Linked DNA regions of Capsicum annuum: region 2 is linked to region 1. A link is a contact called in public Hi-C data. All regions are on one chromosome and are shown on one strand. Each heading gives the region's core, a stretch centred on a gene start, on an enhancer-like site or on the middle of the called end of the contact. The rest is flanking DNA. Distances are from core to core; before and after follow the strand shown. Region 1 has its middle 68 kb from the start of LOC107870980. Region 2 holds the start of LOC107870981 (ABC transporter G family member 1).

What was found. A called contact is a pair of places that touch in the nucleus more often than the background predicts.
Region 2: a contact with region 1 is called in a Hi-C map of placenta, with 5 times the contacts expected there. The contact joins the promoter of LOC107870981 here to the enhancer-like site in region 1. A contact is called at or near these places in 3 of 5 Hi-C or Micro-C datasets (bud, leaf and placenta).

Annotation. Positions count from the first base shown.
Region 1 is chr5:182,965,079-182,971,523 of UCD10Xv1.1, forward strand. No RefSeq gene overlaps it. Among protein-coding and RNA genes, the nearest start is that of LOC107870980, 68 kb to the left of the region's middle. Within about 2 kb of position 4,648, at least 5 of the 5 cell types and tissues checked have an H3K27ac peak or open chromatin away from gene starts, as enhancers often do. A contact at or near this core is called in bud and leaf, where this site is marked.
Region 2 is chr5:183,060,292-183,066,876 of UCD10Xv1.1, forward strand. It overlaps LOC107870981 (ABC transporter G family member 1), which reads right to left and starts at 3,287. Exons shown (of 9, transcript XM_016717717.2): 1 at 2,334-3,287; 2 at 1,560-1,639; 3 at 997-1,461; 4 at 730-816; 5 at 514-639; 6 at 219-413. The coding sequence starts at 2,895.

The DNA.
Region 1 (6,445 bases), core at 3,398-5,897:
TTTATCAATTCATTATCGTCTTTAACATTTTCTTGCACACGTACATAACATGACATTGCATTTTTATAATATTTTTAAATTAATTATATTTTTAAATATTTTTAACATTCTTTACATTTTTTCATAATTACAAATCAATTACTATACTTTGCACAGTCAGCAAAAGCTAAGTCGGATCAGTTATTTTTACACGGTACAATAATTTGATGTCTTGTTACATCCGACAATGACTACACAATAATGTCTTGTCGCATCCTACAATGACCACTCAGTGTGATTTTGTTACATCTGACAACGACCACTCAATGACACCACCCTTTGGATAATAACTTTGTCCGTTGGTCAAAAGAATGAAAATCCTTTGTTCAATATCTTAAGGACCAAAGGGTTTGCTATTAAGAAAAATAGGGACACCCATTAATTCTTTGGATAATAAAGGGTGCCAACATTTATTATAAATAGGTAGTAAGTGAAGACCCATTTTTTATTCTTCTTTCTCTCAAAATATACACCCATTTTTTTCTCTCAAAAATAAACAAATCATTTTTTTATTTTTCTTTCTCAAAACACAATACAAACACATATTTTATTTCTCTTTTTCAAAAATACAAAATCTAAACACATACACAAAATACACTTTATACACACATTCACACATACAAAATACACCTAAAAAGTTTTTTCCCATCTTTTCTCTCTCGTTCCGTCATTGTCGTCACCCATCACCATTGCCGAAGCTCCGACGGATCATTTACTTTTCTCACTACTCATCTTCTCTTTATCTATCACTGTTGCCGCCGGAGTTGAATGTCTGGCGGTTGGCGACGAAAACTCCAACCAACGCCACCCCTTTTCACCCTTTTCCCTTTGTTTTCATCGTTCACATTGCCTCGCCGACGATAGTGGTTGGCGACCACTTATACACCACTGCCACGCGTTCCCTTCGCCTTCTTCCCACCACCTTATCGGAGTTGACCACCGGCGGGTGATCCTTCAACGGAATAACCACCATGTGGACTCCCCTCTCTTCACTGTCGTTACCGAATTTAATCACCGGAAGACCGACAAACAACCCCATAGCCACGGCCCATGAAAAATGGGTTAGATCTGGCCAAAGTTCTGGCTACCGACGTCTCTCTGGCTAAGGCCATAGATGTGACATCATTCTCTTTCTCCTCTATCTATCGCTATCATGATCGAAAAATTCGTCGGTAGTTTGGGTTCATTGTCTATGCATTATTTGGTTATTCATTAATTTTTGGCTTGAAACTAACTGAAAATGATATTTTATTTTTTATTGTTACTCTAAATGTTGTTGGTCGGAGTTGACAAAACTCCATACTTTCCGACGAGCATTTACATGTTTCAAACGTTGCTTTAACTTTCAGCCAGCTCGGATTTTTTTAATGTTTCTTCTGCTACTTCATTCATTATTGTGTATTGTTATTACTGCTGTGAATTTTTCTGTAGTTTTTCTATCTTTTCTTAGGACTGATTTTGTCCTTTACATTTTATTTAATTGGTAACAAATAAGTTATTATCGGACACTTGGTCGAGGATAATATCTCTCCGTCGGATTTTTAAGGTCATCCCATTACAAAGATGGATTTTTATTTTTCAAATATTCTTATTTTATATCAAAATAAATACATGACCAATGAAGACATTCTCCGTCGATTTTTGAGACCTCCACAAATAAAAGACGGATATTATGTATACAAATACGTAACAAAATAAATATTATGGGCGATGAGAAAATCTTTAAAATATCATGAAAAACATAAAAGATTTTACGATTTGTGTCTTGGCAAGATGATATAGGAAGACCGATAAATCGAGCAACCACTTCGTAGCCATGGCGTATCTTGAATCTAATCCGAGCTCACGCTTTAATAAAAATATTTCATTTTTATGTATATTTATACATATATACTCACACATAGTTCTTAATTTATCTTGCTTATACATATCATCGGTAACACACCTCAAAATATTTGGAAGAAAGTTTCGAGCTCTGCATTTGTATTTTTTCTTATAATTGTACATATTAAACATAGTGAAAACCTTACTTTTGGAGTGTCGGGAGGGTATGTTCTTTATTTATATATTCCTTAACGCATATTTACGCAAAACTTAGGTCATTAATACTTACAAAAATAAATCAAATTAATCAATTAATTTATACATATTTACATCATAAACATTATGTAGTCTTTTCTTTTCAAGTACATGATCTCTATCAAGTATGTAGTATTATTTGCAAAATACTTTTTTTTCTTTTTAGTACATAAAAGATACTTTTCCTTTCATATGTTACAGAGTATTTTTTTTTTCATACATATTTTGTACATTTATAAGTACTTTTATATATTTTTTGTGCACATATAACAATAGATTTTACTTACACACTTTATATACATACACCCTTTACATCATTTTAAATATTTCTACCTCCTCCCTCTTTGATAAATTTAGTCTAGCCGGGTACCCCATTTGTGGATTCTGAAAGATGTCTAACCCCTTCCCTTCAGAATAATTTGAACCTTTACTTGGAATCTCAATTATTTTTTTACAAACTAAAACATAAGTCAAATGTGTTAACAAATAAATAGGTTTTCTTATTTTCCTTACAAAATTAGGTGAAAACTCTGTATAAATATTTAATCCTTTTAAAAGTTCATGGGTCATGTTTTTTTTAACCTTGGCAAAAATAGGGCACGACAGTTGGTGGTTATTGATATAACTCAGAATCATTGAACTTATGTTACTTTATCTTATTATATGTTCGAACTTCAGTCCATGTTAGTGTGTGTTGTATTCTGTTGACTAGGAAATGGGAATGGTCTCCGATCCTCGACGGACTTGAGATGCCTGTCATGGCCAGGTCTTAGTCTGGATCGTGATAGTGACCAAAAAGGTTACCACATCATCATAAGATTATGCGATTGCAGGGACCGTTCTACACAAAGTGTCATCGGTGTTCAAGAGGGAGACCCCACTTTGAAGAAATATTCAATCGATAAAAGAGATATTTTATCCAACAACCAAGAGGGTTGTTGTGACTATTATTGCAAAAATTACTGCCCTTCAAATAGCCACGTGAAAGGATGACTTCATTTCTCCGATAGCAACTCACATGAAGATATGGTAAGATAATACATACCCCTTCATAAATTATGTTTATCACTAATAATTTTTATTTGAGAAATTGTCTAGAGCATCCGAGAGGATGAAAATCTCAAACCAAAATCACAGGTGCAGATGACTCCAAAAAGGATGCAGCACAACGTAGAACTTTTTTTTAGTAGCAAATTGGGACGTATTTTAGAGAGGGATGTCAGACTCTTTGGACACGAGATAAAGGATGATTGCAACCAATATCAAACCACACTCCTATCAGAAGGCATGTGGGTACTTCAGGATATTTTGGTTTCAGTTTCACTCCCGGGATGTTTCTAAACTCATAATGGAAGTAACCTTCTCTTTCCTTCAAATTTGAGTGACAACACACCTTGAGCTTAAGAAATTATGTCGGGGTAAATTCTTACCTATAGATGTGAAGAGCTCCAAATTCATGGTTAAGAGATTACAATCCTCTTTTCCACAACTCAATTAACTTGTTACTCATCCTAATCCAAAGATCGTCTAAAATAAAAACTATATTTTTTACCGATTGAGTAAATACAGTAGTCTGATTTTTTTTAATCTTGAAGATATATAGGTTGGGCTCTTTGTTGAAAACTTGACTGCATTTCAACCTCCCCCTCCTTAATCCTCTGATTCCCCAACTTTTCGGTAAAAATTTAAAAATTGAAATAATTTGTGAATTCCTTAAAATCATGCTTAAAACCAAGTTTTATGAACTACAAGTGACATGAATTCTGATGCAACCTGGATATGTAGGAAACCTGATATCGGGATCCATCCATAACTCCATGAAACTCGTACAAAAATCTATCTTTTTCAAAAATTAAATTTGTGGTTGGACAAAAATTAGGCACGTCAAACTTTCTTTGCGCAGGGTTACTTCCATCCACCCTACCCAAAGGGAAGGGATAGTTGTTGACGCTTAATTTTTTTCCTCCACGATTAAGTTTAATCCTGAGTTTCTTCGCTTTTAAGTAAAATTGCAACATTTATTTTATAAAAATAAAAACTTCCCAAAGTATTTACTAGATAATTTTTTCATTTTAAGTAATGATTATATATTTTTCATATTCATATATACGAAATCATATAATTTTGTTACTTAAATAATTATTTTACAGAAACTTAAATTTTAATCAGGTAATTCAAATGAGTAAGATCTTGATTTAGATATAATTTATTTTCAAAAATAATTTATCTAAAAAATATTTATTTAATTTTATTAAGCCAAGAAACTCAAAATTAAACCGATTTATAATTCATTCCAAATTTTAATTCAATTTAGTCGATTTAGTGAATTTTGATCACAATTAAAATTAATTTGATCAAAATTGCAATGTCATTGGCTAATTAATTTTCAATATGGTTAAATTAAATTTAAATTGAATGAAATTCTAACCTACTAACCTAATCCTAAAACTCTATTCCTAAATCAGTCCAGCCCCTACCCCATTTTAAAAATTATATAACCCAGGCCCAAAGTTCAGCTGGCCCGCTCCATCAGCCTACAACCAGCCTAATCGACCCGACCCAATCTTTTCCCCCTTTACCCATCAACGACAACAACAATATCACCAACAGAAAGAAGGCAACAACCAAATGACGGTGACCAACGATGTTTACTTCCAAACGTCGTTGTCTTCTTGTCCCTCTTTTGTATGAGTCTGCGTGCTAAGCACAAAGTCTTGTACCCCAAAAGCTTCTAGACCTCTCAAAAACGAAATCTCAATCCGTTTGAGTGTTTTCAAATTTGAGATTCGAATTCGTACAAGAATAGTACGAAATTCACCTCACCCAACCTTATACCTAGTTTGAAATTTGAATTTTCCCTTTTGAAAATACCAAAAAAAAACCTCAAAGTCCCGTCTCCCACATCGACCGATTCCAAAAATCGACCCTAATCTCCTTCTTATAGATACTTTCACTGTTGTAGTAAAACGAGGTTGGAGAGAGGATTCAAGAGCGAAGAGCCTCAAAGTAAGGAATTTTTTGCTCAAATAAAAGTGATTTCGGGGTCAAGAAATTTGATAAAACTTGATTGAGCTCGAATTTCTAGGTTAAGAATCTGATTTCATTCCGGTGGTAGTAGAGAAATTTCGATGAAGCTCGTAGTCTAGTTTGTTGTCCCTAAAAAGGTAAACACACCTTTCTTTTTTTTAGCTCCTTAGTAGCTATTTTATATAATTGTAGTAATGGCGGGATTGTTTGTTGTAGAAGCCTTGAAATCCATAAAATTTTTCGTGTTACAACGTTTGTTATGTAATTCTACTAAATAGATGTTCTTGCTTTAGTTTGTATGGCTACTGTTAGGCTCTTGTTTCTCATTTTGGTTTTATCTTGATGTTGCTTATTAACTCTAAATTTTTATTTTGAAGATTTTTTTTGTTATTACTTCGTATTTACCCCTTCATCTGGTATTTGAAGAGGTTTAAAATGATACCCTTTTTGTGTTCAAAGATTTTTTTTTAAAAAAATATTTAAATAAAAGTTAAATTTTTAAATAGGTAATTCATGCATTTCTTTGACTGCATATTTGTTATGGTGAATATATGTGAAGTTTCTATTTAGAGGTTCTACGTCTCGTCAGCCTTGATTTCTTTCTTTGATTAGGAGTAGAATTGATTAAAGCCGGTTTATGAGATTTTCCTTGCTATTGTTTTAATAACATTTAGGCTCAAATTGTTTTTGTTGTTGTTTATTCAAAGTTGTTTGAGGTAATAATCGAGCCGATTTAGTTAGTTCTGCTTTTGAAAGTAGAGGTTTTGTTAACTCTTTATAGAGTTTAAGAGATCTAACAAAACTGAAAACCTTCATGATTTTTGAGAAACCAGAACTAAAGACGAAACATTCATGATATGTTATGGTCTTTGAAAGTTCTTAATTTGGAGCTCCAAGCGAGCATTGGTTTCTTTCTTTAGCCATAATAAGTGTTACTCTCATCCTCTCGTATGCTTGTCCACTTCATTCCTTGAGAAGAGGACGGTGAAGTAAGCCTCACCACGCTCGATAGAAGTTACAAAGACATAATAACCTTCTCGTGGTTCTTTGTGCTGTTATCTATCCATTTGTTAGAAGCCACCATGCCCATTTTTGCTTGGCCAAAGGCCATCGATAGGCGCTCAAACTTGTTGTCAAAATTCACTTAGACACCTAAACTAAGACCTGTTCCTATCAAGCCCTTAAACACCCCACATTTTGTTTCAATTGGGCCTTTTTTGCCTATGTGGCACTGCGCGTGCAGTGCTATTGTGGGAGGCACGTGAGGAACATTTTTTTTATTAATTTACAAATAAAAAGA
Region 2 (6,585 bases), core at 2,037-4,536, 94 kb after region 1:
GGGCGAAAGACAACTTCTGGAGTGATCAACAGAAATTTATCGCTAATCTTATTTAACGATGAATTAACTATAGACTATCAAAAAATTATGTTAACTAATGGTTAATTAGCAACACCTTAGTGATAAATCATAGCTAATTCCTTTTTAAATTTTGTAGTGGTAATAAATTAGAACTTTTTGGATTTTAACTTATATATATTGACGAATAGAATATTTACCTGAATTGAGCCAAAGTCGTGACCAATATCATGAAAAATAGTGCCAACACACAAGCACAAAGCAATATAAATTGCAAAACGAAGCCAGTAATAGCCAAGGTCACGATACATGTTCACGAAGGACCTCCTTGTGAGAACCATACACTGAGTAATGAAACTTGCTTGCTTTCCTTTCTTTGCCTCTTCTCCTCCACTCTATATACAAAGTAAATGTTCATAAAATTATCAGTTAGTATTATATGCACCATAATTATGATTCTAAAACAACATGACTAATATTATACAAATTAATTACCTGTTGGGAAATTTCCATAACTCTGCGTTGAACTTGTTGACAACCTTGTGAGGTCTTGTATGACTTAACAAGAATGTTGATTGCTTCTGTGGCAGTGGTTTTTCCCGTAACTCCTTTTTCGATATCCTAATTAATTAGGATAAATAGCCAATTAAGTCCTCATGAGTAATTAATTATCTCTAAACGAAGAAGAAGATATAAATCAATAATACTTACAATATCAAAGTCCTTGTTGATTGTCCTTAGGTAGTGATCAGATGGATTCCTCATTGTTGGACATGGGAATCCGTTCAAAGCAAAATACTGCAAGTTACACATTTGGCAGGTCAGGAAAAAACAATTACTTTACTAGTGAAATAAATAAAAATATCTACACTAGGCGTAGGTATAAAATATGTACTATATTATACATTAATATATAGAACAATATGTATTTGTCGATTAATTAGGTATACATTTTAGAAGTCAGAATGTGATATGTACCTCATTTGCAGCAGAAATGGAGCCAAAGTAGACAGTCCTTCCAGAAGACAAAAGGCAAAGATTATGGAAAAGTTCAAACACTTCACTACTTGGCTGATGAATAGAAGCCACAACAGTCCTTCCATCTTGTTTAGCCAATTGAACTATTCTATTCATAACATGATAAGAGGCAGCACTATCAAGCCCACTTGTTGGCTCATCAAGAAATAGGAGTTTTGGCCTTTTTAGTATTTCAATACAAATACTAACTCTTCTTTTTTGTCCCCCACTTAGCCCTTTAACACTCCATCCACCAATTCTTGTGTTCATTGCATCTTGTAAACCCATTTCTCTTATGGTTGCTTCAGCCCTTTCTCTCTTCTCGGATCTTGACATCGAATCGGGTAGTTGGAGTTGGGCTGAATAGTAAATTGCTTCTCGCACTGTCAGTGTTGTCATCAACGTGTCATCTTGTGTCACGTATGCCTTTGAAAAAGAAAATAAAAAATCAGTCACGTTAAGAAATGATGGTGTATAGAAGTTAAACTAGAGAAAAAAAAAAATAGAGACGTTAGTTAGCGTACCGAAGTGCCAAAAGCAAGTGACTGCCTACGACCATTGATGAGGATTTCTCCTGTTTGTCTTGTGTTCGAGTCCAATCTCCCTGTAATAGTATTATGTCCATCAGATTATTTTTCAAAATTAAGCTTCAATTCTTGTTTTTCCCTCTGTTTATATGATTTTTTTAAAAAAACTTCCACTGATAGGATCTCTTTCATAGATATAATCTTTCTATTTTAATAAGAATTTTGGATTTGAGGAAATAATATAAGAAATTTTGATAGAAAATGTTGGACCACAATATAAATTTAAATGAATCAGAACCTCAAACTAGGACCAAGTATTCAATGGAAAAAAAAAAAGTCTTTCAATTGGGCAAACATTCTGGTGTACACCAAACAACAATTAATGGAAGATGTGAACCCTTCACCATCCTTGTACTAGCGTGTGTGGTAGTTCATAAACCATTCATACAAGACAATAAAATAACATTAAGCAGAATGCCGAATTTTTGGACCCGTTGCACTTTTAAACACTTTTAAACAACAAACGAAATAAAAAGTGAAATTCATCATCACTATTCGATCATATTCTCTTAAAATGTTTTACCGGCTAGCTAGATCGCGATAGTTTAGTTTCTTTACCTCTAATTAGAATATGATTTCACGTTTTAAGAATAAAATATTATTCGACAGGAGAGTATCTTACCCCCTTATATTAAGTTTATTCGATAAAAAAATTGATTAATCGATGCAGTAAATTTCAAATACTAGATAATTAAACAGAAAAAAGAATACCTGCTAGAGCATCAAGAAGAGTGGATTTGCCACAACCAGAAGGACCCATAATGGCCAAAACTTCACCAGGTTGAACATAACCCGTTAGCCCTTGCAATATAGCTCTCCTCCCATTTTTTTTATCAGGCACAGTCACCCACAAGTCCTTCCATGTTAAATAAATTCCTTCACCACCACCACCACCTTTATTAGTATTAAACAACCTTCCACTCAATGCCACATGATCATCAACATTATCATCATATGCATAATTGGTATTAGTAGTATTACTAGTATTAATCATAGGATGAACACTAATTTGTGGTGGTGGTTCATAATTTTCCATTTCTAAGGATCTTTTAATTTCAGAATCTACCCTTAGAGATGGTGCTTCAATTGAACCAATATTTGGTGTTGGACTACTAGGACTACTAAATGGGAAATTTTTGGTTTGATGGTTAATGTTGCTAAAAGAAATGTCTTCTTCCGAGCTAACACTTTCATTTGTCTCGGATTCATGACGTCTATGTGGTGATATATTTGGACTAGGTGTCCATCTCGGAACATTAGGTTGTAACTCCATTTGTCACTCGGTTAATTCGTGTGTGATTTTGAGCTAGTTGCTGGAATTCGATATAGGAAAGAAGAAAAAGAGAGACGATGTGCATGGAAAAGAATGGAAAAAGGGTTCGTATTTATAGCGGCAATGAGGAAGGTATTGGGAAATTTGGAGTTGTGATAAAATATTGACTAATAAAATAGACTAGATTGACTTCCAACAAGGCAAGGAATTTAGCTAAGGAACAAACGAATATGTACAAAGAAATATATTCATTTTGGACTAAAGTTTAGCCTTCGTTTACCATTTCCTCTCTAGTAACAAGGTTGATCAAAGACTTCTCAATTGTGTGAAAACAGAATTGCTATTGGCATCTTCACTTTGGTTTTTCCATCTTCTCGATGAATTTATGTTTTTAATTAGTTTGCTCCTTTTTGTAGCTGTAAGTTTATAACTAATAGCATTACTAAGAAGCAGAAGTAGGTCTGGAATTTTAAATTTATAAATTTTATTTTCAAGAAAAGGTAATATAATGAATATGAATAAATTATTTTACTACTTAAAATGGAAATTTTCGAACTTCCTTCGAAAATCCCATATCATCAACGATAATATCCATCAAAATTTTATATTTTTTTTAAAAAAAATTATGTTTAAGCCAAGAATATATAATTGTCAGTTGTCAACAATCACATGGATTGTTCAATCCATCTGAATTAAATGAAGGAATATATGCTAGACAATAAAAGAAGTTTTGCATTGTGTTGTATATATCCGACGAGATGTGTGGTCCATGTGTTAGGATTGTGTTGTATATATCCGACGAGATGTGTGGTCCATGTGTTAGGATTTTTGCTCTGATTTCTTATCAAATTAAGTTTTTACTTTTTCTTGGAAGAAAAATAAAAGTAACCATAATTACTTGTATTTTTTCCTAAAGAGAAAATATAATTCTTTTCCATATTTGGCTAATCTCTTTCTTGAAGGAAAAGTTTTAGAACTCTATAAATAAAAAACTCGCTTCTCATACCATAACACAATAATATCCACAAGGTAGTTGTTTAAGATTTTTGTTTAGGAAAGATTTTCTCCCAATAGTTTTTAATGCTTTTCGATATTAGATTTTCAATATGTAGGTCTCTTGACCAAAACATATCAATAATATTATGTTTTTAGTTTAGTTTTCTTTGTCGTCTGATTTATCATCTCATGGTTTGCAAACTTTAAGCTTTTGCATGACGCCCTCTCGATTTTGAACCCAACGAGTGGTATCAGAGCCCACGGTTCAATAAATCGATCGTTCAATTGTTGAACAAAGTTGCAATCAATTTGATGATAATGAAGATATATGTCCAAAAGCTACATGTGGAGATAATTGTTAATCATATTTTCAACAATCCTGCTGTCATATATTTGAAAATAAAGTTCACTTTTAACCCTGCAAAAGGGCTCCAATATTTTTAACCCGAAAAAGGCTCATATACTTTTAACTCAAAAGCTTCATTTTTAAGCATGTCAAGCAGCAATGATGAAGACTATGTGAAGAACAAAGATTAAAGATGTGAAGAAGGCGGATCAAGTGAAGAAAATCAAGCTAAAAAGGGGAGATTTGTTAGGATTTTTGCCCTGATTTTCTTACCAAATTAAGTTTTTAATTTTTCTTGGAAGGAAAATAAAAGTAACCATAATTACTTTTATTTTTCCTAAAAAGAAAATATAATTCTTTTCTATATTTGGCTAACCTCTTTCTTGTAGGAAAAGTTTTGAAACTCTATAAATAGAAGACCCTTTTCTCATACAACAACACAATATCATTCACAATGTAATCGTTTAAAGAGTCTTATTTAGGGGGAGATTTCTCCCAATAAGTTTTACGATTTTCAATTTTATTTTAAATTTGTAGGTCGTTTGGCCAAACCATATCCAATAATATATTTTTAGTTTAATTTTTCATGTGTCGTTTGATTTATCGTCTTATGGTTTGCAACTAATAGCTTCTGCATGACGCCCTCTCGATTTCGAACCCAAAACCTTCCCTTAATTATCCTAAGAAAACAATTTTTTTAAAGAAAAATGTACATAAGAATATATCTATATTACAAAGATTTCGCAATCGACAAATAATCTTGTATTTATATTTATACAAAAAAATATATTAACATATATAAATACATGATTTTGATTAAAATTACTGAATTATGTGATTGTCAAAAAGTATGGTAGGGTGATTAGAAATGGGACAATTACATAACTTAGTCAATATTGACTCCTAATTATCATATTTAGCCTAGTTTCAATTAATTACAATCCATAACCTCCTCTAACCTATTAATTTTTCATAATTACAATTCATAGTTTCTCTCATGTATTTTTTTTCTCTATTTTCTATTACTTTTCTTTTTCTTCCTTCTTTTTTTCTTTTCCTTTTCTTTCGTTTGGTCTTTCTTTTCTTTTTTCAATTCTTTTTTTTTTCTTTTGTATTTTTTTTTTCTTTTTTCTTTTTATTTTTCTCCTTTTTTTGTTTTTTTCTCTATTTTCTATTACTCTTTTTTTTCAGTTTTTTTCTTCATTTTCTCTTTTCCTTTTTTTTTTTCTTCTTTCGTTTTTCAATTTTTTCTTTTTCATTGTCTTTTTTTCATTTTGTCTTTCCTTTTTTTTTTTTACCTTTTTTTCCCTTCTTTTTTAATTTTCCTTTTTTTCGTTTTCTCTTTCTTTTCTCTTTTCAATTTTTTTATTTTCTTTTTTTCTTTTGTATTTTTTTTCTTTTTATTTTTTCTCCTCTTTTTTTTCTCTATTTTTTATTACTCTTTTTTTCAGTTTTTTCTTCATTTTTTTTTTAATTTTCTCTTTCTTCTTTCTTTTTGCAGTTTTTTCTTTTTCGTTGTCTTTTTTTCATTTTGTCTTTTTTTTTCTTTTTTTTCTCCTATTTTTTTCTTTTATTTTTTTCTCTATTTTCTATTACTCTTATTCTTTTTTTGTATTTTTCTCACATTTTTCTCTTCTTTTTTTTTTCTTCTTTTATTTGTGCGAACTTGCAAACATAAATACAAGTGCGAACTATAAAATATAAATTCAAAGGTGAATTATAACATATAAATATAAGTGGAAACTATAAAATACAAATATAAATGCGAATTATAACATATAGATATAAGTGTGAACTATCATTTGTATTTTTTAATTATTGAAAAGGAAAGATTGATTTTCTTTTTACGAATATTTATTTGTATTTATTTATACGAGTTGTATTTATTGATACAAATAAATACAATTCAAATTTTTATAAAAATACAATATGTATTTGTATTTTTAAAATCGTTGGTTTCATTTATTTGTAATTGTATTTGTATTAAGTGATATTTATTTATTTACAAGTACGAATAATAATTTTGACATACAAATACAAAGCAGTACATTTGTATCAAATGATACATTGCAAATTTATATATTTTAGAATCAAGAAAATACAATTAATGCATTTACTTGTTTATATACAAATACAAATGATAAATTGTACATAATCATGGCTAAATACAATATGCAATCAACTTACAAATACAAATACAAAATAATTCTTTAAAACTAAAAGGACATCGACGAAAATAGAATACAAATACAAATATAATCTTAATATACAAACACAATAAAATCATAATACAAATATAATCTAATATAATATACAGTCAATTATAAAATACAAATACAAAACAGTTC